4 separate regions of the Mus musculus genome follow, and regions 2, 3 and 4 are each linked to region 1. A link is a contact called in public ChIA-PET and HiChIP or PLAC-seq data. All regions are on one chromosome and are shown on one strand. Each heading gives the region's core, a stretch centred on a gene start, on an enhancer-like site or on the middle of the called end of the contact. The rest is flanking DNA. Distances are from core to core; before and after follow the strand shown.

Evidence for each region. ChIA-PET counts read pairs in DNA pulled down with a chosen protein or histone mark. HiChIP or PLAC-seq counts read pairs in DNA pulled down with a chosen protein or histone mark.
Region 2: an HNF4G HiChIP or PLAC-seq map of pancreatic cancer cells shows a contact between it and region 1. The contact joins the enhancer-like site here to the promoter of Tigar in region 1. A contact is called at or near these places in 5 of 39 promoter capture datasets (the 3T3-L1 cell line, the C10 cell line, embryonic stem cells and 2 more), 3 of 15 datasets of contacts at CTCF or cohesin (CD8 T cells, the NIH/3T3 cell line and large pre-B cells), 2 of 484 Hi-C or Micro-C datasets (the G1E-ER4 cell line and bone marrow-derived macrophages), 15 of 115 datasets of contacts at active chromatin or transcription factors (bone marrow-derived macrophages, craniofacial prominence, double positive thymocytes and 9 more) and 4 of 9 other capture datasets (adipose tissue, liver, macrophages and 1 more).
Region 3: an HNF4G HiChIP or PLAC-seq map of pancreatic cancer cells shows a contact between it and region 1. The contact joins the enhancer-like site here to the promoter of Tigar in region 1. A contact is called at or near these places in 3 of 39 promoter capture datasets (the 3T3-L1 cell line, hippocampal neurons and pre-B cells), 1 of 15 datasets of contacts at CTCF or cohesin (the NIH/3T3 cell line), 2 of 484 Hi-C or Micro-C datasets (B cells and muscle stem cells), 11 of 115 datasets of contacts at active chromatin or transcription factors (bone marrow-derived macrophages, craniofacial prominence, effector CD8 T cells and 8 more) and 4 of 9 other capture datasets (adipose tissue, liver, macrophages and 1 more).
Region 4: an RNA polymerase II ChIA-PET map of effector CD8 T cells shows a contact between it and region 1, with 14 read pairs. The contact joins the enhancer-like site here to the promoter of Tigar in region 1. A contact is called at or near these places in 2 of 39 promoter capture datasets (macrophages and pre-B cells), 1 of 484 Hi-C or Micro-C datasets (embryonic stem cells), 3 of 115 datasets of contacts at active chromatin or transcription factors (effector CD8 T cells, pancreatic cancer cells and stem cell-derived neural progenitor cells) and 3 of 9 other capture datasets (adipose tissue, liver and macrophages).

What each region holds. Positions count from the first base shown.
Region 1 is chr6:127,107,476-127,111,265 of GRCm38.p6, reverse strand. Tigar (Trp53 induced glycolysis regulatory phosphatase) reads left to right here and starts at 1,714. Exons shown (of 6, transcript NM_177003.5): 1 at 1,714-1,830. The coding sequence starts at 1,799.
Region 2 is chr6:127,357,441-127,361,230 of GRCm38.p6, reverse strand. No RefSeq gene overlaps it. Among named protein-coding and RNA genes, the nearest start is that of Gm52919, 38 kb to the right of the region's middle. Within about 2 kb of position 1,735, at least 72 of the 459 cell types and tissues checked have an H3K27ac peak or open chromatin away from gene starts, as enhancers often do. A contact at or near this core is called in CD8 T cells, bone marrow-derived macrophages, extraembryonic endoderm stem cells and 1 more, where this site is marked.
Region 3 is chr6:127,328,559-127,332,348 of GRCm38.p6, reverse strand. No RefSeq gene overlaps it. Among named protein-coding and RNA genes, the nearest start is that of Gm52919, 9.3 kb to the right of the region's middle. Within about 2 kb of position 1,913, at least 227 of the 459 cell types and tissues checked have an H3K27ac peak or open chromatin away from gene starts, as enhancers often do. A contact at or near this core is called in B cells, the NIH/3T3 cell line, bone marrow-derived macrophages and 10 more, where this site is marked.
Region 4 is chr6:127,264,574-127,268,363 of GRCm38.p6, reverse strand. No RefSeq gene overlaps it. Among named protein-coding and RNA genes, the nearest start is that of Gm38404, 41 kb to the left of the region's middle. Within about 2 kb of position 2,078, at least 175 of the 459 cell types and tissues checked have an H3K27ac peak or open chromatin away from gene starts, as enhancers often do. A contact at or near this core is called in effector CD8 T cells, pre-B cells and stem cell-derived neural progenitor cells, where this site is marked.

The DNA of each region.
Region 1 (3,790 bases), core at 465-2,964:
CAATAAGACCCTAACTAAGACAACTTCTTTTAGATAACATTAGCTTGTGTCAAATTGACATAGAACTAGCCAGTATATTGTTTTATCATCATCACATCATCATCATCATCAGACAGGGGCTAACAATGTAACCCCTGATGCCTGGAACTCCCTGTGTAGACCAGGCTGACCTAAAACTCAGAAGATTTTCTTGCCTCTGACTCCTGAGTGCTGGGGCTAAGGGTATGTGCCACCATACTTGGTAAAAATAAATATAGCCAAAAGGGACTCTTGTGCCCTCTCTTTGGCTATGAGTCTGTTGAAACAATGGATCCCAAGAGACTGGGAGTCTCTCCATCTCTCCGGGAATCTCTTGCTGGAGTGAGAAAAAGTCCTGAAGGCAGTCAGAGGAGGGAACAGTCTCTGGAAGGAACATCACTTGCTAGAGATAGGCAGAGATGAGACATTCCTCTGTGGGCGACTACACCTTGGTGGCTGGGCTGCTTAGGCATGTCTATCTCTTAGCTTCCATTTAAAATTTCAGAGAAAATTTAGGATCCCACCAATGGACTGAGGTGAGGAACAGTGGATACACTGAATAAACCTCTTTTTCCTCCTTTTTTTCCCTCACTATTTATTTGGCTCTCAGTTGTCTTAGGAAGGCTAGATGGCCAGGCCTGGCTGGCTGGGCACAGGCTGTTGACCTCCAGCCCCTATAGCCCTTTTGTCCCTATGTTCCTATTATATGGCTGAGGACTAGAGGCTCAGTCTCAGTCTTGAAGACATCTATTTATTTGTTGATATTTCTTTTTATTTTATGTGTCTAGGTGCTCTGCCTGAATGTCTGTGCATAACGTGAGCCCAGAGGTCAGCAGAAAGTAAATGGTCTTCCTGGAACTGCAGTTACAGATGTTTGATTGCCTCTGTGGGTGCACTGGGCTTTGAACCTGGTTCTCCAGAGGAGCAAATAATCTGGGCTCTTAAAGGGTTAAGCCAACTCCCCAACCCCTCTCGAGGGGTTTTATACAGAACCTTTGTCCCTGCATTTGTTTTTAAGGAAACGACTTTCCTCTAGATCAGTGCAACAGAGATAACGTTCATTACAATAGGAATTATTTTAAGAAATGGTTGAATTAAACTCTTAATACAACAGGTATCAGTGGAGAGCTCTAGAGTAACTTAATTATAAATGATAGCAGCATTAGCGAAAATACTTGGTAATAATGTTTGGGAGGACCAGGCTCAGCAAAGCAGAAGGCAAGAAAGTGGCCTGACAAAAGTCTTTGGTTAAGAAGTTGAGAGAGAAACTAGGTTGGTTTGGATCTACATACCTACTTTGACCTCACTTCCCAGGTAAAGGATAACAGCTAACCCTCAAAGGATGCAGTCTGGCTGTGTAACCACCAGAGGAGAGCCATCGCCTTGGCACACTACAGGCACACTACACCTTGCACGCCTTCCTCAAATCAGTTCAGCATAAAACAATCAAAGCAGTCCTTATCTGTCCCTGGTGCAGGCGGCGGTCTAGCTCTGGCAAGACTCCAGGGCGTTAACCCAGGGCGGGGCCGCGCGCACCTGCCAGGCGCCAATCACAGGTTGGCGCGCAGGAGCGCAAGCGCCACTGGCCTGGGCGGGGCTTCTCCGGTTTCAGGCTCCACCTTTATTGGCAACCCTGTGGTGACGTTCAGCCGCCTCGACCAATAGCTACGGGGCCGGTCCGCCGTGCAGACGGAAGTAGTGCAGGCAAAGTGGTCCCAGAGTCAGGCGCAGCGAGGTGCTGCTGCAGAGCCGGGTCGTGGCTCACGCGTCTTGTGCCAAAATGCCGCGCTTCGCCTTGACCGTTATCCGCCAGTGAGTATCGCAGTTGCCGGGAGCTTCCTGGCCTGGGTCTCTTCTGGTCCCTACGTGCTCCAATCCGGGGAGGGTGGGCTTTCCATGTGCTTTTTCTTTGCATCCTCTCGTGTCCAATCTTTTATCCGCGACACCCTGCGTGAGGAAGCCGGGTCTTAAATGTCAAGAGCCTTGCGTTTTCCACGAGGAAAGAAGTGTGGAGAAGCACACGATCACGGTTCCCAGCCATTGCGAGAAGACATGACCCGGCCTCTCGACTTTTCAGTGTGACCTTTTCTGCCCCCTAGTAAATTCCAGAGTTTTTAGAATTGCTGAGCCACACCTCATCTATCCTATGCTGGTTGCCTTATTTTCTCACCCTCCCCTCCCCCTTTCTCCTTGCATCGGGGGTACTTTTGCAATTTACCTCCCTTCAGAGGCTACAGTTCTGAGGGAAAAAATTAGAGAGTTCGAGATCTCCGTCTCAGTCGACTGCATCACCCTGAACAAACATTTTTATCATGACAGATTTCATGGAGCAGAATCTGGCTTTAGGTCACCTATCGTTTTCCTTCCCAGTACATGTTTGCCTGGTGATGATGGTAGGCAGATTCAGGGTGGGTAAGAGGAGGGAAGTTTCAAGGCGTTGCTTGGTTGGGATTCAGGCTCCTCGTTGGGATTCAGTAGCTGCCTCGTAGGACAGACTTAATCTTTCTGACCTGCGTTCCGATAAGCAGATTGGTGGCAGCAGTCTTTCTAATCTCTCTGGATCTAACCAAATGGAGAGGATGGAGCACATGGAGCAGAGAGGAAGAAATATGCCCGAGAATTAAATAACGTGTTCTTCTGTAAGCAAAGCTCAGATAAAAAGCAGCTGAGTCTCACCTGTGTAGTCAGGGCTTATCAGAACAGCTTCTCGGAGCGGGACTGATTACCGTTTCCGGCTTCATAGGGCTCACAGGAACGCTGACAGCGTTTGAACCTTGTGGCGACCTTCTTCAACGCATGCTTTTTCTGTCCAGCTTCCTCTTTATAGGAAGATGGTCTCCAGCATCATGTGAAGTGGACCTTTAGGATTCAGGGATTTTAGTGGCTAAATTAGAACTCTGGTTCCCTGTGTCTTTCTGTGTCCCTGTGCTTTCTAGAATGTTCCGGGAGATGATACCGCTTTATTGGGAGCACTAAAGGAACATGAACCCCCTTGTCCTCTTTTCAATGTAGACCCTGCTGGGAAACGATCCCTACTTAGATTTTTTTTTTTTTTTTTTTTTTGGTTTTTCGAGACAGGGTTTCTCTGTAGTCTTGGCTGTCCTGGAACTCACTTTATAGTCCAGGCTGGCCTTGAACTCAGAAATCCGCCTGTCTCTGCCTCCCAAGTGCTAGGATTAAAGGCGTGCGCCACCACCGCCCGCCCCCTACTTAGATTCTTAACGGGCAATATCTGTGTGAATATGGAGTATCTGTGATTCACTGGAGAGTAAGGGGAGTCAGACTCCAGGGAACTTAAAGTTGTGGGGCAAGTATTTGAACCAGAGCAAATTAACCCACTATTCTCTGCTTCTTGGTTATCTTAAAGCCTAGTGTTCGAAGGTCACTTGGAAATATCACCTGGTCTAATTTTAGTGGGTAGTAAGAATAGGTTTCTTCAACAGTTGTGGCAGCATACTTAAAACCCCAGCAGTCAGTAGGTAGAAGAGTTGAAGGCCAGCCTGGTCTACATTAGCAGCCAGAGGAACATAGTGGAATCCTGTCTCAAAGTTTTATTCTCTTTTAGACACAGGAAGACTAGTATGTTGAAATAGACAGGGCTGTGGCTAGCTGCTGTCCTGGCATGGTCATCCCAGGTTTCCTCTTTCTGTTGGACTTGTGACAGATAGAAGCCTGGTTGGTTCAAGAACAAACATGCTTTCACATTTGACTGGTAGTCACCATAGGTAAATCTAACAACTCATGGGAAAGTTGGCTAATTACATTGGGCTGT
Region 2 (3,790 bases), core at 486-2,985, 250 kb before region 1:
GGAGAGAGAATGAACATTGCCCTCACCAGAAAACACACAGGAAAAGGTGACAGCCAGCATTTCTTACAAGCAGATCTGACTCCCGTGACAGTGGTTTCAAACCACTGACACCTCTGCCTTGATCCTCGGGGCTGAGAAGCCTCCCAGGCGGCTGCAGCAGCAGCGGTGATGGCTGCTGCTGCTGCTGCTCCTGCTGCTGCTCCTGCTGCTCCTGCTGCTCCTGCTGCTCCTGCTGCTCCTGCTGCTCCTGTTGCTCCTGCTGCTGCTGCTGCTGCTGCTGCTGCTGCTGCTGCTGCTGCTGCTGCTGCTGCTGTTGTTGTTGTTGTTGTTGTTGTTGGAGATGGAGACTCACATAACCCAGGCTGGCTTAGATCCACCCATGTGTCAGAGGATGACCTTAGACTGTTGATAACGCCTACCTCCCAGCCGCTGGATAATAAGCACAATGACCCACCTGTGACATGATTTGAAACAGTATAAATAGTGATGAAGGCTGGGAAGGAGGAGGGGGAGGAAGAAGAAGAAGAGGAAGAGGAGGAAGAGGAGGAAGAAGAAGGCAACAAAAATATTTAACTAATAGAAATAAACCTGGCCCATCCATAAGACACTAGTGAAGTAAACTGTGATGTCGTTACATCATGGAAATGAGTAGTTTTGAAGTGTATTGATGTGGGAAAGTTATCCTGCATGTATTTTCCTGGGGCAGGGGAGGTTTTAGAACAGAATACAGAGCATGCTTCCTTTTAGCCTAAAGGGGAAAAAATCAACACTGATGTACATTTGCATGTTCATGTTTGTAGAAATGCCGAGATAAAGAGCGGAAAGTTCTAACCATGATTGGCTCCTGCAGGGGAAAGAAGAGGCATAAGAAAGGCTGTAGATAATGCAACAAGATTGATGGACGTTTACTTGAAGCCATTTTATTGTTTTAGTTGTTGACCCGTGTGAATTGCGTTACCTAATCCAAAATCGTTGTTGGAGATGTGTACTTTGTCTAATTAGATTAAGGAATGGCAATAGATAGATAGATAGATAGATAGATAGATAGATAGATAGATAGATAGATAGATAGATAGATAGATGCCTCCAGTGTCAGAAGTTCTGGATAGATCCATGTACGTTTAGATGCCTAGAACAGCTCAAAGATAAACAAAGCCTGCAGAGAATGTTGGGGTAGGGGGTTGAAGGGAAGACCCCTGATCGTGTTCCCCAGAACCAGCAGCCAGGATGGACTCTTGGGCCAAGAGGTAGACAGCCTCCATAACTTAAGGATCGGTGGGAGCTGTCAGATGGGTTTCCCATCTGGAACTGGGCATCTCGCAATTCTGATTTGTGTGGTTGCAACCGAACTGGCGGATTCCGTGAAAAGCAGCCCAGCTCGTACTGAACAGAAAGGAGGGATCCTGTTTGCTATGTTCTGAGAGTCCTGAGTTACGGGCAGGCAGGAGAGTCTTAAGCTGCACTCTGCGAGTATGGGGCTATGACTCAGGCGTTAACACTGGCTAGGAGGAAGTCTGTGGCCCTCACTACTGAGACATGGAGCAGAAAGGCTTCCTTCAGTGGAGTATGTGTGGCTGGCTGCCCACTTCGCCTGCAGCCTGGGGAATGAGTGAGCACACGGCTCACCTGAAACCAAGGAGTGGCCCTTTATCATGAAGCTGTTCCAAAAGCTGTTTGCCTGAGTCTTCAAACCAGTTTCCAAGCAAAGGAAAACTCAGGGGCCAACATGGTGAGGACGCTGCTACCAGCAGAGGGCAGTGACGTCCTGTCATTTACTGTCCAATGGCCATAAATTAATCTTTGGGTTTTTTTAAAAAATCATATGCATACTTCCTTAGTTCATCTGTCTAAGCTACCTTTTTCCTGTAGTTCCCTTCAAGATAGAATGACCTATCTCTGGTCAGTTTCTACACTTCAGTGATGGACAGTTGAGGTCACAGTCCTTGGTCACAAAGTGCCCACCCCCCTCATTTGGCTAAACCCACTGTGTGCTGGAATGAACTTGAATTCTACATGGTAATTCCTTCTTAATAACTTTCAAAGACCATGGGATTGTTTCCTGGGAAAAGGAGAGCCGGGCGCCTTCCCTCTCCCCTCTCAGGGCCTATGACCTCTCTTTATCTCCCCAACAGAACCATATCTAATTGTGAGAAGAGGCCAGGCTCAGGAAACCTGGGCTCCTCTGGGCAGAGAGCAGGCGGGACACACACCGGCCTGAGAGACACTGCTCAGGGTTCAAAGGAGCGGCTGTCAATACCACCACAGTGAGGGTAACCCACTGACTGACTGAGAGTGAACCTGTGAGGGAAATCCATTGACTGACCAAGAGGGGGCCTGCATCCATTATTGTCATGGTCTGTGTTTTGGTTTTGTTTTGTTTTGTTTTGTTTTTCATCTCCCTGGAGCCCCTGATACCCCAGGGCCTGTATTCTGAGTCTTTTTTTAAAAGATTTATTTCTTTATTATATGTAAGTACACTGTAGCTATCTTCAGACGTTCCAGAAGAGGGCGTCAGATCTCATTACGGGTGGTTGTGAGCCACCATGTGGTTGCTGGGATTTGAACTCAGGACCTTTGGAAGAGCAGTCAGTGCTCTTACCTGCTGAGCCATCTCGCCAGCCCTGTATTCTGAGTCTTGATGGTTGAGTTTTCCTGTATTCCTCTCTTCAAAAATTCTAAGAGATAAAACTCTTTGCTCCCAGAATAATAGTTTCCTATCAACCTTGGGGAAGCCCTTTGTCTCTGAGGTTTTCTGACCCTCACACATTTTATCTGATAAGTAAGATTCACTGACTGGCCACTTTCAATGCTGATATGTCAAGCCCTTGGAATATAGAGGGGAATGCCTGCAGAGAAGGCTCACTAGTAGGCACAACAACAAATTGATGTGGCCTGGGGCACTAGCTGATCATAAGTGACTCTCCCTCAACCCCCAAGGCAACACACATTCCTGAAAGTCAGCGTTACTAAAGTCAGTTTGGGCCACCTGGGGCAGAGTATATCATGAAGTATCTTGCAGACATAAAGAGGGGTTAGAACAGAAAAAAATATATCAAAACACCCAAACAAGGGCCCATGCATGTCGCACACAGCAAGGACATGGAGTTCTTTGGAGAGTTTAAGATAGGCTTCCTGGTGGGAGGTCCCCCAAAGTGCTCACTACTTGTGCGCTTGGCTTGCTGCAGAGATGAAAGGGTAGACTTTGGAGAGGTGCAGGTTGGGGCTGTTTGGTGTTTGGAATTCATTTTCCTCAGTTATAGCAAATACCCACAGCCCTGTAGATACACCCTGAGCATAAAGAGACCACAAAGCAAGCATTGCTGCCCCACGATGACATCTCTCATCTTCCTGGTTCTAAGCTATGCTTTCCTGCATAATTACTGGGAATCCACATGCCTTTGAGGGCCTGGGGGTTATGAGTAGCCTGGAGAGGCTGAAAGGGCACGCAGCCCGCATGCTCATGCGTGTGGCTGATGCAAATCCCTGCCCCCAAAGACATTTTAGAAATCTTTTAAGGCCAACTTGATGGTGGAGCCACTCCTCCTAGGTAAGAGATGACTGAAAAGAATGGTGTCTGGTATCAGATGCTGTACATAAAGAATCAAACGCTGTACATAAAGATCGTCTAAGCCGTAGCATCATGGCAACCCAGGATACTTAGGAGGCAGGAATGATTTCTGTTCTTTTTCTAGTGTGAAACAAGATAGATAGAAATGTCACGGCCTTGAGCATGTCGATGCTAACTGATTAAGTCATGCAGGAGCTGTTGAATGTGTGTGTTGTACACAGC
Region 3 (3,790 bases), core at 664-3,163, 220 kb before region 1:
TTTGTTTTTGATTTTGATTTTTGAAACATGGTCTCATGTAACCCAGGCTGGCCCCAAACTAGCTATGATTTATGACACAAACACACACACACACACACACACACACACACACACACACACGGCATTGTGTGTTGAGGAATCCATCTTTTAGCCTAAGACAAAGATCAAGCTAAGCTTGCTTCAGTTTGGGCATGAAAAGAACAAATTATCCAGATGGACGACTTGCTTCAAGGGAGGCTCTGGATGGCGAGTGATCTCTAGGCTCTCAAGAAGGGCCTTGCTCTCCACAGAAGTTTGTTTACCTTTGGGTTGCTTGGCTTAGGTTAGATGTCCCATCATACTTGCAGAACGAATAAATGAATGGACCTTTTACCCATCTGGAAAGAACAAAGCTACCTTATCCACATGAGACAGGCTTATGTTTGAGCATTGATTTGTGACTCCCCTCAAGATACATTATTCAATAATCTAATTTTCTAACAGAAACGATGGAGCAGAGCCAGGTTCTAGCACCCTTTACCTCTACAACCAGGCTCTGCTTCTCAGACTTTTTCTTTTCTTTCTAAAAATAACTTCAATTTAATAATTATCACATGCTAGGAACTAAAGAGGTGCACAAAACAAACCAACAGTGGTTCCTATCCTGTCTAACAGAAGAAACTACAATTGTGGTTTGGGATGCCACATAAATGACAGCAACGGGACCTACAGAAAATTAAGGCACAGAGAGAATGGACCATTTCTGCAGAGACCTGGAAAACAGACAAGGGAAGAAACATGGTGTGTCTAAGTGATGGGGCAGGTGGTGCAAACGCTAGAGGCAAGCAGAGGGGATATGAAACTGTGCTGCACAGCTGGACAGAAGGGAGGCTGGAAGGGAAGAGAGGACCCTCTGTTTTGACTCAATGGCTAGATGCCATGTGCCAAATAAGAAAGCACTTGGGGGGTTCTGTGGGAAATCGGAACAGAGGGACTGGAATCAAACCTCAACGTTCCTTGCATACTCCAGATAAGAACCAGGCTTTGAGCCAGGGCCTGGGAAGAGGGCTGGCCTACATATCTCATTTTAGAGATGAGCAAACAGGACTGGGAGCTCTAGGTCTTCAGTGACACGCTTGCTTGGCCCGCAGGAGACCCTGGGTTTGATCCACAGCACTGCATAAAACCAAGTGTTAACTGTATAGTCCCACAATCCCAGCAACCGGGAGGTGGATCAGACATTTTAGGTCATCCTCAGTAGATTTAAGGCCAGCCTGGGACACACGAGACACTATCTCAAAAACAACCCCATACAACAAAAAAATGTATTTAGGTTGACAGAAGACAAGAGCTACGGTTGTGCCGGGCATAAAGGGCTCATGCCTGTAATCTTTCCTGCACTTCCACTCTAAAGGCTAGGGTAGAAAAAAAAGCCCTCACAAATTCTAGGCCTCCCTGAGCTGTAGGGTGAATTCTTTCTTGGCCAGCCAAGGCTAGGAGAGAACAGCCTTGTCTCAAATGAAGATGGCACGCTGATTCCTGGATCAGGCAGTGGCCAGGCCAGAACCCTTTCACTTCTTTGGGGTGATACCCTGGCCGGCTTGCCCTCTGCTGGGGTTCTGGTGGTGATGTCACGGAATGACTAATGGGAGCGGGACTTGCAAGCATCCTGATAGCAGAGGGGTCGCCCAGACCGGGGCCCCTGGAAGCGTGGGGCGGCAGCCCAGGAATGCACCCTAGCCTGCCTGAAGCCTGCACTCTCCCAGGCCCTACGGCGGGCTCCCGGGTAGGTGGCTCCGCCTTGGATCTTTTGCTTCCCTTAGCAGGCCTTACCTGCCTAAACAAACAGCCTGGGCCTCCCACCCGCTGCACGCCCGCCCCCGGGACAGGAAACAAGCGGTGACAGCTCCCGGCCCGCGCCTGCCGCCGACCCGCAGCCGGGTTAGCAACCCGGCGCCGCGGCGCTGCGATTGGCTGAGCGTGGCCCAAGAGGCGCCGCGCCGCTCCAATGGGCGGCCGCCGGAGGCCGCGGGGAGCGAGGTTTTACATGCCTGTGGTATTTGCTCAGAGGGGCATGACCACTTTGGGCAAGTCTTTAAATGTGAGTCAGCTTTCGGCTGATCCCTGGGAAAAATTCCTTCGGTGTTGTCAGGCAGGGTTCGCTAGCTGTAGCTTTTTTTTTTTTCCGCCCCCAACAATTCAAAAGGGATAATCCTACTGAATGGGGGAAGGCATTCGGACCCTGTCCGGGGTCCCCAACCAGAGGCCCCTTTAACTCTGAGGTGGGGCCCCTCCTCGAAGCTGATTTCTGCAGGGTCAGGACCCTAGCCCTCTTCCCCCCACCGCCCCCATCGCGTGCCCCATAGCGACTTCAGCATTGCACACAAGGGCCAGGGGGCACCCAGGCCTCAGGGGACGCAGCGCCATAAGACAGCAGGAAGGCTTGCTTCCCAGGGCTGCCTCTTGGCCCTCTCAGATTCCAGGCTTGGATCCAGCATAGGGGTGGTCACTTACCACCTCTCTAAGCTTAGATTCCTCTTTGGCAAAGCAAAAGACTTATGCTAGTTTGGTCTTTCCAGCTTGCTTGGGCAAGCCCTTTTTGCATTCTTGGCCTCAGTTTCCACGGAAGAGGGTCAAGTTGATGTGGAAGCGTCCCGAAGCATCCTTCCAGTTCTATTTGTGCCCCTCGGGAAGCCCACGAGCTTGGGGTTCACACAGCCCGGTTTCTCACTACACAACTGCGGAGAGACGCCACGTGTCATCTCAGAGACATCCAGCAGCCGGGTGTGAAGGGGGTGGGGGCCACCAAAAAAAAAAAAAAAAAAGGCTAAAGGCTGAAGGAAATAAGCAGGCACTTGAGGATTTACGTGTAATTTGGTTTTAAATGAACATCTTGTGCAGAAGAAGAGGCAATTTGGCACCTGCTGCTGGTGAGTTAATAGCTTAGGCACTTGGTAACGGCCACAATACTGCGAAGAGACCATTAGTGGATGTGGCATGTGGCAGAGCGTTATGGGCAGGGCTGCTAGCTTGGGAAGCCTCCCTCGGAAGACAAGGCAGGCGGCAGTGCTTTGCCTGCTTTAGGGGGCTTTAGTGGAGCCCTTAAAGCCTTGCATTTCATGGGAGCACAGGGTGCTTCTCTGTGTTACCAGCGTGGTTTGCCATAAAAAGCTCTGTTCTCTGCTGCTCATCGGCTGTGACCATGGGCAGGTCACTAGCCTGCCTTGGTCTCCTCTTCCCTAGCTGTAAAGATGTGTTAATCCCATTGCCTTCCTAACATCCCCTGACCTCCCCAAGCCCTGATCTCCATGATTAAATATATACACCATTACTTTAGAACTGCTGAACACCGGGGCTCTTTAGGCAGTTATTTATGTTGAAGTTTTTGTTTGTTTGCTTGTTACAATATTTATTTGTTTGTTTATTTATTTGAGATGCTGCTTATGGCAGCCAGAAGACAACTTTCTCTCTTTCCATCCTGTGATTTCTGGAACTGGAACTCAGGTCATCAGACTAGGTAGCCAGTGCCTTTACCACCCCCACTTCCCAAGTCATCTTTGCCAGCCCTTCAGCATTATTTTTAAGTAGATGGTGGTAACAAATTGTTCATCCCATTCTACAGATGGATAGAAATTGGGTGTCTGCTGCCCATCAGCTGAGACTGCCACAGAGCACTTGTTTGGTAACAAGGTTTCCATGTCGGCCTGGGAATCAGTATTGTTTCCTTCATTTCTTCACATTGGAGCTTGCCCTGCCTTGGCCCCCTCAGCTGGCCACCATTCCCCACCCCACCCCCATCTTCATGTCTCCA
Region 4 (3,790 bases), core at 829-3,328, 160 kb before region 1:
CTGTTCCTCCTCTGTCTGTCTGTCTGTCTGTCTGTCTGTCTGTCTGTCTGTCACAGAGCACTTCTTCCCTCTCTCACTCTGAGAGGTGGAGAGAACAGAGTATGGAATGAGGCTGGAAAAGAGGGAAGTGAATGGATTCCAGTCATCATTGGGCCCGGGGGATGAGGCAAGCTGAATATGACTCAGTTCAAAAGAGAATCCCAGCTGGCATGATGGCTCACAATGACAGCTCTGGAACTCAGGAGGCTGAGGTAGAAGGCTCATGAGTCCAAGACTCTACAAAGGGAGACCCTGAAAAGGAAGGAAAGGAGGAAGGGAGGTAGGGTAGGAGAAAAGGAGGGGGAGAGATAGAGAGGAGGAGGAGGAATGAAGAAAGGAGAGGAGAGGGGAGAAGGAAAAGGAGGGGACAGGTCCATCAACCTCTCCTGACCCCGCCCCCGACCCCGCCCCCCAGCAGTGGTTTCTGTTCCTAGCATCTTTGTACTGAAGATGGGCCCGTGGACAAGGATGGCTCCAGCATCAATACATTCCTAGAAGGACAGTGTCGTGATCACCGTTCCTTTGCTATGAATCACATGGCCAAGCAAAGACCCTGATACTTCCAAGTCCATTCACAGGAAGGCAGTGCCCCAGCTCTCTGCCCCAGTTCTCTGCCCCAGCCTTTGGGAAGACTCCTGGTCTGAAAGTAGGGAAGAATTCTAGAGGTCTTTTCAGCCATGCCCCTGCCTCCTGGAATGTCTACAACTCATCTGATGTGAAGCCCAGGGAGTCTGTGTAACAAACTAAGCATTCAGGAGGGGACAAGAACCTGGTGGCCTTTTCATTTTCCACTACAAGGGGCTACAGAAGAGAAGGCAGGGAAAGGAGAAAAAAACCTCTCCCTACCAGTCTCTTCTTCTTCCTTTGTTTCCAAGTCAGGGGTCATGTCTGCCCTACCTGTCACTGTCTTCATCCTGTGAGGACTGTCATCCTGACAGACTCTGTATTCCCCGAGGAGGCAAGCCTCTAGGCACACCTGGGAGGGATTTCCTAGATTGGGCTAGCCTCATGCTCTGTGAGCCACTCTCTTCATTAGATTGAGGTGGGAAGACTCACCCTGAATATGGGTGTCACCGTCCCCTGGCCTGGGTCCTGGGCTGAATAAAAAGGAGATATCAAGCCAAACACAACGTTCATCTGGCTTCCTGCTCTCTGACTCTGCCGGTACAATGTGATCAGTTGCCTCAAGCTTCCGACTCCCCTGCCCTGATGGATTGCACCCTGCAACTGTGAGCCAAAGTCTTTCCTTCCTTCCTTAAATTGCTTTTGTCGGGGTATTTTGTCATAGCAGCAGAACGGTAACTAGCACGCCCCCTACTGGCCACAAATCTATAACACCCACCGCTGCTGGAAGCCATCATTCTCTCTCAATAGTGGCAACTGCTCTGCTGGCGGCCAGCATCACTCTGCCTTAGAAACCGAATCTTTCACTTTGGGCCATTCAGTGTTTGCAGTAACTCCGCTCTGGGAGTGTTTTATGATTGTCCCTTCAACAAGCAGAAAACTGCGGACCAGCAAAATAAGACAAAGCCCTCCAGCTTGCTTTCCCACTACATAGACATACAGGCACCCCTTGGAATGATTTCCACAGGGAAATTTCGAGGAACCCAGGCACCCTCTGCTACCTCCTGATGAACAGGAGGGGCACACTGGCAGGCCACAGCACAGTGAACTGCCCCAACACCCCATGGGAAGGGCCGTGAGGTGTTCCCTCCAGAATGTTGACTGTCATTTCCCCTGGCTTAATTGCAAGGCAGGCATTAACGGACCCAGAGAGTCAGCGTCCTTCACAGTCGCCTGCAGAAGCGCTGGAATTTCTGAGCTTCCTCAGAGATGAGCAAGGTCCTGGGGAAAAGGGCTGGGGAGGGGGGGAGGCGCGGGGAGTCCAGGGGCCAGTGCCCCTCAGGTCGGTATTCCGGAAACATCCCGGTCACTTTGGATTCGGCAGCGCAGGAAGGAAGGTTCTTGTTAGCGCCCAGTTTCCTGTGGGCAGGAGGATGATCTCAAACAGCTCCCAGCGCCTGGGCCGGCAGCCAGCTGTCTTGGATGGTCAGAAGGTGAAATTTGAATGCTGGTGAATGGGAGAGCGGAAGTTCAGCAAGACTGAGCTGAGCCCCATTCATGAAAAAGATCTAGTCTCACTTCCTTATTGCCAGGAGTCGTGTGTGTGTGTGTGTGTGTGTGTGTGTGTGTGTGTGTGTGTGTGTGTGTGTGTGTGTGTGTGTTGTCTGCTCATGGGAGAGCGAACAACTACTTTCTGTCTCATTTCTTCCCCAGACTCCCACTCTTCCTTTTTTTTTTTTTTTTCCTGTCTCAAAATACGAAGCTTATCCTCAGGAAACTGCCAAAAAATGTGTAGCTGGTCTGTGGTTTGCCAAAAAAACGAAAGAAAAAAAAAAGATAAATTCATGCAAAAAGCAGCATCCCACTTCCCCAAGCCTGCGAGCTCTCCCTTCTCTGAGTCTGTCTCTGTCTGTCTTTCAGTCTCTCCACTCTCTGTGTCTCTGTCTTTCTCTTCTCTTCTCTTCTCTTCTCCTTCTCCTTCTCCTTCTCCTTCTCCTTCTCCTTCTCCTTCTCCTTCTCCTTCTCCTTCTCCTTCTCCTTCTCCTTCTTCTTCTCTCTCTCTCTCTCTCTCTCTCTCTCTCTCTCTCTCTCTCTCTCTCTCTCTCTCTCTCTTCCTCTCCTTGTGGTCCTCTATTCCAGCCCCTCCTAGCTTAGAGTGGTAAAATTAACCCCTAGGGGGTGCTGGACTGTGAACTACGGTAAAGGCTGACCCCAGGGAACCATTCTGAAGCTAAACATGGGCTTTCTCTGGGTAAAAGTTCATGGCCATACAAGGCTCTGGGAGGCCCACCGTGAGCAGCCAAGCACCCAGTCAGCCACACTTACTCCCAGAATCACTGGAACCTTGCAGCCATTTGGGTAAGAGCATGATGACCCCAAAGTCCTCGAAAGGGCGAGAGAGAGAGAGAGAGAGAGAGAGAGAGAGAGAGAGAGAGAGAGAGAGAAACAGAGAGAGGGCGATGTGAAACTCCCATACTTGTCTCTTGGGTCTCAGTCAAGAAATGCTTAGTGAGCATCCCTAACTTCACAGCAACGTTGGAGGTGGTGCACCTGCCACCACCGTTGAGGGCACTTCTTGGGCATAGCAGGTGGAAGGGCACTACGGTACTTTCCCCACCTGTAGCCAACGTTCTTTGTTGTTGACACCCCAAGAAACCTCAGTCTTGTTGATCCTGTGCCTTTATGACAATTCTCACTCATGACAACCTCTCAGGGAGTGTGGAAAGGGATGCTATGAGTACTAATATCTTCAGTCCACTGGTGACCCAACGCCGTTTAGATGTCAGGGATTTCTAGACTCCTATCTTTTGTGTTGTTCAAGTAGTACTGACAACTTCAAGAGCTACTGTGACGATCTGGAGAAATGGCTCAGCTGGTAATGCTTCTTGTGCAAGCATGAGGACTCGAATTCCCATCCCCAACACCCAACATAGAAATGGGGTGAGATGTCGGTGACCCCTGTGTTAGAGGGCAGGGTAGAGACAGGTGGATGCTGAGGCTTGGTGGCCAGCCAGCCCAGGTGAATCAGTGAGCTCCAGGCTCAGGGGCAGAAGTTGTCTCAAAAAAATAAGGAGCAGAAACTATTATTCCTGACAACCTACTGTGGACTTCAGGCTTCCGTGCATGGATTGGATGGACGTGCACTTGTGTGCACAGACAGACAGACACTGATGGACAGATACACACA